2 separate regions of the Arachis hypogaea genome follow, and region 2 is linked to region 1. The links are chromatin contacts, called in public Hi-C maps. All regions are on one chromosome and are shown on one strand. Each heading gives the region's core, a stretch centred on a gene start, on an enhancer-like site or on the middle of the called end of the contact. The rest is flanking DNA. Distances are from core to core; before and after follow the strand shown. Region 1 has its middle 4.3 kb from the start of LOC112720212. Region 2 holds the start of LOC112720216 (protein ENHANCED DOWNY MILDEW 2).

Region 1 (2,919 bases), core at 382-2,881:
AATTTATTTTAATTTTATATATTTTTAATATTTAGTTTTAATTTTATCCATGATATTTCAATACATTTCAATTATACTCATAAAATAGACAATATATGACATGGCAATCATATAATGACGTGTTACAGAGGTTTATCACATGTTAGTGACACATTAGTATATAATTGCCAAGTTAACATTTCTGTTAACAGTGTTAACTCTTAAAGATATAATTAAAATATATTTAAAACGTTAAAGATAAAATTAAAATAAATTAAAAGTTGAAAACATTTTTAAAATTTTTCAAAAACTTAAGAGATAAAAAATATAGTTTACTCTATATATAAAAAAATATACTAAACAATACATATAAATAAACATTTGTGAGATACGATTTTTTTGAAAAAATGACTATATACCAAAAATAGAGGGCAAAATATTGAGATCACCCAATTGCATGCAAAAATTATTAATATCACCCAAAGCAAGAAATGGTTTGTGGATCATTCAAAGGCTTTTTTTTATGTAAATCGAATTAGATAGAATAGATTTATTAGGGAAGCTTTAATTACATATAATCCGAATCAGATTAGGTAGATTTAGCACACGATTTCGAAGCCCGTGGTAATTCGAATTAGTCCATGGTTTGGTGCCCATAGTAATTTAAAATAGGTGGTTTCGATTTACCAAGAGTAAATCTAACCAACCTAATTCGATTTATATAGCACCCTCGACTCATACTAAATCTAATTCACTTGTTTCGATTTACATGGAGCCTGACTCTATATAATTCGAATATACTTCATTCGAATTACATTTTACCAACCCATACCCCACCAAATCCAGAGAAAGCGGCACTGCCTAGCATAATGGAAGACGGCCCGAATCGGTGGGTCCCATCTATGCTAACCAGAGACTTGCAATGTCTGAACACCTCGATACACGGTGGAAAACTCTAAAAAAGTCGGTGGAAATACGCTTGCTCCTCACTTACATGGCCACCCAGTCGCACTGGACTCGTCCTTAACACTACAACACTGCCCGGCATCGTGATCTGCACCCCTAGCACCCATCACGGCAATTCATTATATGACTCCTCCCAGTCGCCATAAATCTGAGCCACGACCTACTGCTTAGCTATCCAAACCCTCCTGTAAGTCTGTCTGAAACCAAAATGGGACTCTGTCGCATTCTGAAGTACCTTGATCGACGCGGCAGCATCAACCCTAATCATAGAGAGTATGAACGCCGAGATCACATGGTAATCGAGCCTCATGTGATCACTAGATATGGAAGTGGTCAGACAGGTGTGCGGTCCATTGTACCGTTTCATCCCCCAAATACCTCTGAGTTGTCAGAGACTGATACGAATCAACCATGTGCACCCCTTGCCGAAATACTTACACTTCCCATGGTACTTGCGGTAATCCAATTCCATCACTTTATACTCAACCTCACGTCGGATGCTTACGTCTTCACACTCAACAGGGCCCCGTCTTTATCCTGAAACTGCTGACCAACTTGAAACTCAGCTAGTCCTCCGGTATCCTATATGTCTCTGGCCCCGAATTGGGCAGGCACAGTCGGATCCCCCTGCTGTCTCATGGCATCTAAGTCCAAAGCTGAAAAGTGTGAGGGGTACTGCAGTGTCCCTGAACTGCCTGCTACTCCTCCCTCATTTGGAGTATTCTTCTCATCCTCATCATCGCTATCATCGGCAATCATGGCGAGTTCCACATCATCATTATCCTCATCCTGAAATACATCTTCGACACCATCCAGGGCTCCACCCTGTTGGGGGTCTGGGACCACATCAACAATGCTGGCCACTGCAAACGTAGCATCAACTACCGGCACAGTATCAACTCGTTCTGTGTCACGAGTACGATCCAGGTCAACAGCGAAGGACAGGGAGGCCACCAAACATGCATCAGGCTCAATCACGGGTAGAGATGAAGAGGCACCAATAGGCCTCGAACACAACCCGACGGCCGTGGCTGAAGTCAGAGGAATCCGGTTAGAACCTCTTGAGCTAGAGACCACATCCACAAGCTTGGCCAACAGCTCAGGGGTCCTCACCTCCGGGAATTGCCGACGACAGTGGAACAACACTTCCAAATCTTCATCACTGCTTATGACGAACGAATCATACTTCACATCATCCCGCAAAACCGAGATCGAAATTCTGTAGAATAACTTCTCCACTCGTTTCATGCCTTGCAGATCTAGTTTTCGGATTATATTATCCTTAAACTCGGTGAAACTCGTCGAAGCTCTAACAAAAACACTAAGCGGATCCTTATCCGTAAACTTAATTTCGGAACATGTTTTTTTCTTAATCGACCCTCTATAGTGTACCAAAACCAAAAAGCTCTTTTCACTAGCCACTGTGAGGCTCACTATGATGAAGAATTCATATTCCACAGCTATTTATACACATTTTATCCCTTCTAAATCAAATTACTCTGCCTCCATTTAAATATGTTGCTGAAACAATAGTAAATCTGCTTTACCTAATTTGAATTATGTGTTTTGATCTACAACAAGGTAAATCGAAATAGCCTAATTCAATTTACTTGGAATCAAACAACCCATGCATAAATCTGACTAGCCTATTTCGATTTACTTTATTCATGTGTAAATCGAAATTGTCTAATTCAATTTATATATGGCCTAGTAATTCTACTTAGCTTAATTCGATTTACTAGCATAAATTGCAAATCAAATTACTCTAATTTGATTTATATAAACAAGGTCTTTGGGTGATCCACGTCTCATTTTTTGCTTTGGGTGATATTGATAATATTTGCTTCACTTTGGTTTATTCAAGTATTTTGCCCTGAAATAGATGTATTGATGATGTATTATTAGGAAACTTTATTCTAATAGGATATTTGGTTTTATCAAAATGGTTATATGCACACCAAAATTAATTACTAT
Region 2 (2,700 bases), core at 182-2,681, 220 kb before region 1:
GGAGACGATTGGCAAGATATTAGAGAGACAAATGATGGATCAACTGGGACTAATTCTTGAAGTAGAAATCTTATGCATCTGTTAGGGTTCATATATGAACTCTCTACCGTAGAGGGATGCCCAAAGTCCAACATTGAGTAGTCTTGATTTATATTTAAGGAAGATACTAATCACAACCCCTCCCCCAAAATGTCAAAAAAAAAAATTCCTAGCACAGCAAATATTTTTTATGAAGTAAGTGTTTGATTGGGCGCCATTATTTTGATAAAAAAAATTATGAAAAAAGATTTTTTTTTTATGTTTAGCAAATTTCTAGTAGTAAAAATAAAAGCACTAGGAAAAAAAAAACATCTTTTTTGAGAAGCTGTAATTTACATCTTTTTTTTAAAAGATCTTTTTTCCTAAAAAAAGATGTTTTCATGTAATAAATAAACAAAAAGTACTTTTATACCCAAACATAATTGATAGATAAAAAAAATCTTATTGCATGAGATACCTAGACATAAAATTATTTCTAATTTTTCATAAGATCTTTTAAAAAAAATAACTCAAAAAAAGATTTTTTTCTAAAAACTCACCCAAACAAACCCTAAATACAAAGTACAAACCTTGGACTTAGCCAACAAAGCATCCCTCTTGGCTGCTTCACTCATCAAAGCCTTCTGATTTACTAAATCATTTGCCGAAGGCATAACCTCGTAAGAGCTGTAAAAGTATCATAAAATGAATATCTTAAAATGTGCTGCCACAGTAATAACTACGGGAAAACAAAACAGTCAAGAACAATTGAGACATGCCTAAACTCCTTATTCTTACTCAAGCTATCCCACGCAGCTTTCGCGGTTGCATCAGGATTCTTCTTTGCAAAACTCAGGAAGTAAACAGTTACTAAAATACCCCTTACAATGTCCTCATAGCTCTTTCTTGGCTTCTCAAGTTTGATCCATCTCCTATCCTTGGATGACAGCACAGATATCTCAGGCTTCACAGAGGAAAGCTCGAACCGCCACGCCATGACCGGCATCATAATCTTCTGCAGCCCATTATCCGCCACACCGTGGAGGAACAACTCTGTTTTCTTGCCTTGAGGACTCTCCGACCCACTCCATTGAATTGGCATCACAGAAAACGATACAGGGGCATCCCTGTCATCTTCAAAGTGGTAATTCGAGACAGATAGTGGCTGAGACTCTGGCTCATCATCCGAAGACGCCATTGTACGTTTTTTAAACCCGGAAAGTTTAATTACTGAAAACCTAAACCAGAGAATAACTGAATTTAATCAATTGAATTTAACGGCGAGGAGGGGAGAAGCGGAAACGACGCACGACAAGGATGGTGGCTCTGATAGGGTTCAGGAGAATCAAGGGTTGGTGAGGGTGCGTTTGTGAGAGAAAGAAAGGGGAAATGGCACTTTTCTTCTCTGGAATCAAAACGCGCCGTTTTCGTTGTTGGATTAGCGAACCGATACTTGAAAAAACCCGGCCGGTTTGACTGGATCGCCGGTTTACCACCGGTTCATCCGGTTTAAAACCGGTTCTTTGTAGAAAGGTTTTGAAAGTTAACCGGATCGGATAAATGACCGGTTTCTAGTTAATCCAATCGAACTGGTCAGTCCGGTCCGATTTTCAAAACCTTGAACAAGAGTATGAGACCGCTAGGGATGGCAACACCCCCGAATACGCGGGTACCCATCCCGCCTCTACCTGCTCAGGGCGGGTAACCGCATTGGGGCGAGTTTTTAGTGGGACGGGTTCTTGGACATGGGCGTGGGCGGGTTTAGATGATACCCGTCCGGTATATATATAATTTTAATATATAATATGTGTAATAAATTAAAATAATTAATAAAATGATTAATAATATTGTATCATATTTAAATTTTTACTTTAATTTATATTATGTATGTGATGATGTTATTGTTACGGCCCAGCCCAAACGTCATGCTGGCCGACCCGATCCATAGACCACCCGACGTGAACGGATGGGCACGATACGCCCCACAACCGACCCGGACACGCGTCTTTTACAGCTCACTGCTACAGTTGTATTGGGAAGCTTCGAGGAAGGTGGGTTTACCCACGTGGGGTCCACTCCTGACAGGGTATATATGGGGAGGGTCCTACCCCTCCCCCAAGGTACGTCACCCTACTCAAAATTCTCACATCACCTATACACTCTACTGACTTGGGCGTCGGAGTGTCATTGCAGGTGACGCACCCCCCTCAACCTATCAAGAGCTCGGCAGACCGGCAGCCAGCGCAAATCGTTCCCAGAATCCAGACCGAGGCGGAGACCCATCTTCACACCAACCTACAACCCGAACCGTCCGGTAACACGACGTACCGAACATTGGCGCCGTCTGTGGGGATTCTCCCCCCAACATAGATTTTGTTTTGGTTTCTGGTGTGGCTGACGGCGGGGCCGGGACCTGCGGGAAGGGGGTAGATCCCCGAGGCAGCGGGGTAGCCACCGGAGCCCCCGTTCGCGAAGGCAGTAGATCTCCCCCGCGACACACAAAGGGAAGACCCTTTGGAGGGACAGGCAGCGACAGCGCCAGGATAATACAAGAGCTGCACCACAGGGTGCAGAACTTGGAGCGAGAAGTAGCCAACCGTGAAAGTCGTCAGCCCACTCCTAGCCAGGAGCCTTCCCGATCCACTCAAAAGGGAGAAAGGAGTCTCCGGAGGAGTCGCTCCA

What was found. Hi-C and Micro-C count contacts between places; a contact is called where the count stands out from the background.
Region 2: a contact with region 1 is called in a Hi-C map of an unstated tissue, with 4 times the contacts expected there. The contact joins the promoter of LOC112720216 here to the enhancer-like site in region 1. A contact is called at or near these places in 5 of 8 Hi-C or Micro-C datasets (leaf and an unstated tissue).

The regions. Positions count from the first base shown.
Region 1 is chr11:10,274,768-10,277,686 of arahy.Tifrunner.gnm2.J5K5, reverse strand. No RefSeq gene overlaps it. Among protein-coding and RNA genes, the nearest start is that of LOC112720212, 4.3 kb to the right of the region's middle. Within about 2 kb of position 1,631, at least 1 of the 3 cell types and tissues checked has open chromatin away from gene starts, as enhancers often do.
Region 2 is chr11:10,494,899-10,497,598 of arahy.Tifrunner.gnm2.J5K5, reverse strand. LOC112720216 (protein ENHANCED DOWNY MILDEW 2) reads right to left here and starts at 1,431. Exons shown (of 18, transcript XM_025771071.3): 1 at 798-1,431; 2 at 609-705. The coding sequence starts at 1,216.